2 separate regions of the Arabidopsis thaliana genome follow, and region 1 is linked to region 2. Evidence: chromatin contacts called from public capture Hi-C data. All regions are on one chromosome and are shown on one strand. The core of a region is the stretch at or near the end of the contact, and the rest is flanking DNA. Distances in the headings are between cores, read along the strand shown.

The links. Capture Hi-C pulls out chosen DNA fragments and counts their contacts.
Region 1: a contact with region 2 is called in a capture Hi-C map of seedling, with 1.9 times the contacts expected there. The contact joins the promoter of DGL1 here to the promoter of AT5G66310 in region 2. A contact is called at or near these places in 1 of 26 Hi-C or Micro-C datasets (root) and 1 of 3 other capture datasets (seedling).

Annotation. Positions count from the first base shown.
Region 1 is chr5:26,619,230-26,623,379 of TAIR10.1, reverse strand. It overlaps DGL1 (dolichyl-diphosphooligosaccharide-protein glycosyltransferase 48kDa subunit family protein), which reads left to right and starts at 2,676. Exons shown (of 13, transcript NM_126066.4): 1 at 2,676-3,072; 2 at 3,163-3,299; 3 at 3,386-3,511; 4 at 3,667-3,720; 5 at 3,856-3,969; 6 at 4,136-4,150. The coding sequence starts at 2,799.
Region 2 is chr5:26,490,110-26,493,718 of TAIR10.1, reverse strand. It overlaps AT5G66310 (ATP binding microtubule motor family protein), which reads left to right and starts at 1,998. Exons shown (of 15, transcript NM_001345755.1): 1 at 1,998-2,631; 2 at 2,866-3,005; 3 at 3,401-3,609. The coding sequence starts at 3,415.

The DNA of each region.
Region 1 (4,150 bases), core at 1,427-3,926, 130 kb before region 2:
ATGATCATGTATTTCATAAAATATCTTCTGAGGAATCTATAGAAAAATGACCAATTAATCACCACATGATCGGGCTCACGTTGGAGATGGTGGATCACATGCCCGATATTATATTTTATGTAAATCAGTAATTAATATTGACCAGCACATATTCCAATGGTGAAAAGAATTGTATACACATTCAGACATTCTATCGAAAAAGGAAGAAGAAAAACAAAAAGTGAGGAGAAAAGAAAGATAGTAACTGTTTTGATTCTATGATGAAAGTACCTTAATAAGCAGGAATGCAATTATAAACTTATAGCCCATGTATTATTAGATCACCACACAACCATTTCTTTTTTTTACAAACCTAACCCTACTTTCTTCATCAACCATGGATTATCGTTTGTTTGATTGCTGGTAACCAATTGGTCACATTTTCTAATCCCATATATCACGACTCACGTTGGTAACTATTCCATCACATGGCTTTACGACCACCAATGAAAATATTGAGATTCACGAAAATTATTGTTTTTTTTTACTTATCATTTTTGTCAGGTGAACATACAGAGCTTTAAACGTTAAACTTATAATAGCGGTTATAAGAAAATACAAATCAAAATTATAAAATGCAAGATCACTATAAAATGCCAAACGGATGCCGTGGCTTCTGTCTTTTGGGTGCCATAAAATTTGATTCATTCAAAGAACATTATTCTAAATAATGGCGGTCACTCCGGTCAGAGAAAATAATCAGTTAATAGTAAATCAAAATTGGATGTTTGTTGTTGAAAATTCCGCTTATTATGATATGGTCTTATGACTAAATTTTCTTGATATTACGTAATATATTCTTCCTGCTCTCTAATAAAACAAAATATATAATTAAATTTCATAATAGAGGAAATGATTGAATTTTATTTATGGTTCTATGGAAGGAAATCATCAAATTAATCAAAAAATAAAATTAGATTTGAAACTTAACTAGCTCTATTTAGTTTTTTTATATACAATGTTTTGTAACCAAATTTCTTATCACGCTATCTCCGTAGTTACGTAACATTAATCCCGTGATTCTAATGAGACAAATATATTTAACTTGTTATATGGTAAGTCAAGGCTGGAACGAAGAAAGTCGATCTCCGTCTTACGTGATACGATCTTAATCTTGTTCTGACTTCGTATTTGATAATGTATTATATGAACTGTTTTTTATCTTCTTCTTTTTTACCAATTAAAGTGAATAATTGATATTACTATTAGAATATTTAATTGGCGCGACAAGTTAAATAAACTCATCACATGTCACAATGTTACGTGGTCCAATCATTCTCTCACCTGCCACAATGATAATTTCATATTATATATGTAATGCATAAGATTGAATAATTGATGTTACTTGCCATCTAGATAGGTAAATATTGGGTCCGAGTTTAGGTTTGGAGGAAAAACGAAGAATTGAAAACCAAATGATAGTGGTTTAGTGGTCACTATTTCAAGAAGAATTGTCATGTATAAGTAGGAGGTCGATTTACTCTAACAGCGAAATTTACTAAATTATTTCATATGTATAGTCGAAATGGTGTATTGTTTTAGGCTCATTAGAAAATTCGATGAATGAACTATTCGACAATTATACTGATTTTAAAAAGATTAGTCGGATGAACTTTTATGAAGTGGAATTGTGAATAGAAAAATAAAAAGTAAAAAAATATATATAGTAAAAGAGTGGAAATATTGTTGTACTTTCCTCCACCACTAAAGGAACTGAATAAATAACTATTTTTATTCGTTTTTCATTTTGATTGGTGATTTTTTAGTAAGTTATAAGAATAATTTTGTTTTTCTTTGTTTAGTTCTAGGCTTCTAGCTAACAAAAGCTTCCAGTGAAATCCATTATTTGCGGTCCCAAGTATCTCTCAAAAGTCATGGCCATCTACACCAACGGCTCATACAGAGCAAACTCCTCATATAATAAACACTGATGATGCAACTCCTCATGTTCGCTCACGCTCCACTATAAATGTTGTTTATTGCAAGAAATAAAATTATGATTCTGCCACTGATGTTTTTTAGTGGTTAAGCATCAATATTGGTGATCACCGCTTGATCAACAATTGCCAAAACATATTCAGCGACCACAATGACGTTCAAAGAATTTGGTTGAATATTAGCGGTAAAATTAATTCTCTTATTTCATTGGTCAAATACTTAACCACCAAAATAATAACGGTTATTTTTGGCGACCATCACTAATTATCGTAGTGGTTATGTGGTAATTGAATTAACATTTGATATCCAATAAATTTGGCTACCGATTTAGTCATCAAAACTGTCATATTTGTCTAACTATTGTTAAAATATACAATATATTTTTTTATTTTTTTACTAATTTTAAAACAAAAGTTATACTCCAACTAAATAAAATATAACCGTTTTTTAAATAATTTTAATAAATGGAAAAAAGAAATACAACAAAAATAAAATTTGTTCAACGATTGATGAAAACTGGGCAAATCAAAGCATCTGCCATCTGGTCTGGTGGTTGGTGAAACCCAACCCACTTCAATGCCAAAATAAAAAGTCTTATGTAAGCCCATTAATTTAAAGCCTACTAAAGGATTTGATTATATATTTCGGCCCATTTTCAATATTTCGAGCAGTACGAAAACGCCGTCGTTTGAGAGTACGTGATCGTCAACGCCTGGGTCCGTTCTACGATCGACCATCGCCGAGTCTGCTTCTTCTTCTCTCTCTCTCTCTCTAGTGGTCACACTCACTTCACACCCGTGAAAAAACCCTAGGAACCAAATATGGTGAACCTCTCGAGATCCGTCGCGTTGATCTCTGTATTCCTCCTTCCTTTACTTAGCTTCTCTTTCTCCGTCGATAATCCGACGGATCGGCGTGTTCTTGTTCTTCTCGATGATTTATCACTCAAATCCTCTCATTCTATCTTCTTCAACACTCTCAAGTCTCGTGGATTCGATCTCGATTTCAAGTTAGCTGAAGATTCGAAGCTTGCGCTTCAACGATACGGCCAGTACTTGTACGATGGGTTGATCATCTTCGCCCCATCAACAGAACGTAAGATCTCCGATCTCTGAGCTCCCTGTTCGATAATTTTGTCTATATTTTGGAAATCGATTTGGTCATTTGTCATTTCGTTGTGTATAGGGTTTGGAGGATCCTTGGATTCGAAATCCATTGCTGATTTTGTTGATTCCGGTCGTGACTTGATCTTATCGGCGGATACTGCTGCATCTGATTTGATTAGGGGTATTGCCACAGAGTGTGGGGTTGATTTCGATGAGGTTGGTATTCTCATAATGTGGAATTACCTCTTTGTTGGAACAAATTGCGACTTAGGATTTTGATTTATAGCCATTTGTTTCCTTAGGATTCTTCAGCTATGGTTATTGATCATACTAGCTTCTCCGTCTCTGATGTTGACGGCGACCACACCTTGATTGCTGCCGACGATTTAGTGAAATCCGATGTCATTTTGGGAAAAACCAAGATTGAGGTAACTTCCATGCTTTCTAGCTGAGTTATATGACTTATATTCACAAGTGCTTCTTCTATGGTTTTGGATTTAAGATAATGTATGAAATCTCGGGTGTTGGGGGTTTTTTGAGTGACACTTTAAGTTCATTTTGTGTTCGTGTTTATGATTTACAGGCTCCCGTGCTCTTCAGAGGAGTTGCACATTCGTTGAACCCTACTAACAATCTGGTAAGTCGAACATCATACTCTTTTCTTGCATTGAGTAGATGACTATAAGTACAAGATTAATGTTTCATATGAATAACTATACATTGATCTGGGAATTAACTTTTTGCTAATCTATACCTCATGCTCCATTCCTAGGTTTTGAAAGTTCTTTCAGCCTCTCCATCAGCTTATTCTGCTAACCCAAGCTCGAAGTTGTCTAGTCCCCCCCAGCTCACTGGGTCTTCAATTTCGCTAGTCTCGGTCATGCAGGTCTGTCTCTCTTCTGTAACTAGCTATATATGCCCCTGGATAATTCGATATTTCTTTGATGTCTGAACTATTATGTTTTTGTCTGCACTTAGCTCTCCACTTCTGAAATGTAGTTTCATTCACTGCCTTGGGTTCACATAATTTGATGCATATTTTGAAACTGCAGGCCAGGAACAATGCT
Region 2 (3,609 bases), core at 749-3,248:
TCCAACTCTTTCGGAGAAAAGTACCGAGTCTTAAATTTGGAAACTAGCGATGGAGAAAGACTAATTTAATTTACTATATATTATAAGAAGAAGCTTTAAAAAAAAAACAAACTATGTGTAAAACATCAAACCTTATATATTTAGTTATACAAAATACAAATTCTTATTCATTTTTTTTTGTTTTGTATGAATTTATCTGTGTATGATACGACACTTAGAAAGGATTATATATGTGATTGCCAATGTGTATTTTCAAGTGACTGTACAAGTCACATGAATTTAACATGTGATTTCGAGTTAACAACGTATATATCTAGATTAGGGTTGGACAAACACGGTATTTAATATATGTAGTTAGAATCAAATTGTTTGGTTTATGTGTGACCTACATTTTTCACCAGTATATGAGACACACCTTATTTATTACAGATGTAAACTGGAATAATAAGAAAAGTCATCGATATTGAAACAGTATCTGTCAAATTCAAATGAACAGTAATAGTCTAATAGATAATGGTATCAACTTTCAAAATGGAATCATGTAGTCATATTAAGTACTTAACTATGATATTTAGAAATCAGTTCACTGTTTAAATGAACATTAGCACATTATTTTCTAAAAGTTTTTTTTTTTTTTTTAAGGTGGTATCTTTGTTATTCTGGTTGAGTTCTTTTATACTAAGGAGAAAAAATGGAGTAGAGACAAGCCAGTGTACCGAACTCGCCTAACTTGTTGACTTTAGAAGAATCGTACGACGTCAACGTGTTTTCGGCTTTTTCATTCCCAACGGCTTACTTTCGTTGGCACACCATAATGGGCCTTAGCACTAACCCATCAACGGAACTATCAATAATGGGAGGAGGTGCTTCTGTAGGCCAACTGTGTTTTTCTGGAACGGCTCAACGTTGTTGCTGTAAATGGCAGGGTAAAAAAAAGCCAACAAAAATAACTCCGTTACTTTTCTACTTTCTTTTGATTCACAAATTCGTTCCATGGACTTACCATTTTGTGCCATTTTCCCTCTTTGAACGGCACACTATTTCTTCCGTTTGTTTTGACTCTTTTGGGATGTGTGTTTTGCGATTCTCTAATTTCGTTTATAGAAAAAGGACCGAGTGGCTGGGTCTCATCTGTGATCTGTCGGTGTACTAAGGCCTATCTTGTGGGCTTAATTATTAAAATATGGGCTTTAATGAGAAGAGCCGACCCATTTGTGACGAGGCCCTAAGGTAGAAAAAAAAAGAGAGTAAAAGGAAGTAGAAGCGTTGACTTGTCCGCATCATCATGTGACATCTCATAATTGAGAGACTGTTAGGTTTTGTCCACATCCACATCATGTGCATGGCCCTCTAATTTATTACATGTCTATATCTCCCAAAGATCCACTTTGACGTTAATTTTGTAGTGTATATAGTGTACACTGTCACGGAATTATAGAACGATTTTTTCTTTTTTAAAAAGAATACCCATCATGTAATTAATAAATAATACAAATTATTGCATTGCTTTCAATATTAAACGATACAAAAAACACAAGTCTCTTCAATACTTCAACTACCGACCACGATATAGATTAGTATTCATGCATGAACCAACATCTGTATCCAATAAATCCTAACTTGAATTACCCTGGTTTAGACTCTTTTTGTCAAAACAATTGATAAAACAACGAGGCATTAAAAAAAAAAAAATTCAAGTAACTTTCTTAAACTAGTTTGGAAAAATGAAACCCGTCATTGTTACATTATAATGCAAATGTTAAAGTGGGCATCAAAGCTCTTCTTTATGTAAATGTACTTAGGGTGTAAGTAAGTAAAAGAGAAGTGCACATGCATTGCCTCAGCGATATAGCATTATTTAAAGGCACAAAAACGGAACACCCATGTGCTGTGTGTTTTCTGTTTTTCTTTTTAAATTTGTGTGTATAATTTTTTGTAAGAAATTATTAGTATTAATTATAAGGCTATAAATCCTTAACGATAGATAAATGAAAGGAAAAGTAATGTTAGTTGGTAGAAGAATCAAGAATGAATCATATTGCTTGCAAAAGCATATTACAAGTTTCATTGTGATTGTGATGTGCTACTAAGATCATCGATAGGTGATTAGGTCAAGTAGAAATGATGTAAATTGCCAATGAGTCGGTACAGGAAAACGATGAGCTAATTAATCTGAGGTAAATGTTTTGGAAAAACAAAAATATTTGGTTGGAAAAAGTTTGGGAATGTATTAAACAGATACAGCGAAAGGTTGAAAGATGCCTAGTTAATGGCAGATAGGGGTAAAAAGGTTGAAAGATGCCTAGTTAATGGCAGGTAGGTACAAAATAAATAATATGAGCTTTCTTTAGCGCGGCAGTTTCCAAGTCGGAGAAGGCTAATAATAATAAATGGAATGAGAGAGCAGAGGGAAGGAGGATTTTGCCAGATTGCAAAAATCTCACAACGATGACGGTGCAGAAAACGCCATTAACAACGATTACAAGAGCTGTTGTGCATTTCCGATTATTGAAAGGCTGATTTGTCCACGAAGAGAGAGAGAGATACTAGGAGAAATTCGTCGCTTCCCCTGGATCTCCTTCTTGGGGTTTATACTTTATAGGGCATCCGGAGCTACGCACGTCCTCTGAGGTATGAAATTTGTTTGAATGCCGGCTAATTTTACGCTTCCGGATGTGTAATCGTCGAATTTGAAGGTCCATTGTGAGTCATTGTCCCTTTTTTATAAATGATTATCGGCTATCCTCCTCTCCTCACCCAAGCTTAGAGGTTCATGCTATAGCAAATGCATGTCACAATTTCCAGATGATTCTGTTTTTTATTAAGGGGCTAAATGTAATTTGGATTGTTGTTGTTTGGAAGCAGGTAGGTAGGTGTCTTTGAAACAAGGACGAATAATTCACTGCACATGTGATTCCTTGAGAGAGCCAGATCGAACTTTCTACAGAAGAGGCTGTGATATATCATCTTCTTAAGTCCTCCCCTCTTCTTCTTCTTCTTCTAAGGTAATTATTCATTTCATTCATTAGTTTTTGTTTTGTTTTCTAGCAAATGCAATTATAATATTTATAGCCTCTTAATTAGGCAATTGTAATTTATGTAACAACACTTTGACAGACTGCTCTTATAGGGGACCAATTATCTCCATATAACTCCAATTCCTCTCCTCCTTATATCTTTTTTTATTATTTGAGCTTGTGTTTGTCTCTATCTCAGACACTTCTATGACTAAGGAATCTTGGTTTTCTGACTTTGCTTTGGAATTTGACTGGACTTTCCAGCTGCAATCATTGACTTGTTGATTACAATTATTCGTGTTTGTCTCTCATATTACAGACTTTGCCTCTATCTCTCTCTCTATATATATATAATGTTGTTGTCATTGTTTCCTTTGTGGTAGAGGTAGGGTAGAAGATGACTACAGAAGATGATGATCAGATGCTAGGACCAAGCGGCACCCAGGAAAAGATCTATGTTTCTGTTCGTATGCGACCTTTAAACGACAAGGAAAAGTTTAGGAATGATGTCCCTGACTGGGAGTGCATCAACAATACTACCATCATTTACAGGAGTCATCTTTCTATCTCCGAGCGTTCCATGTATCCTTCT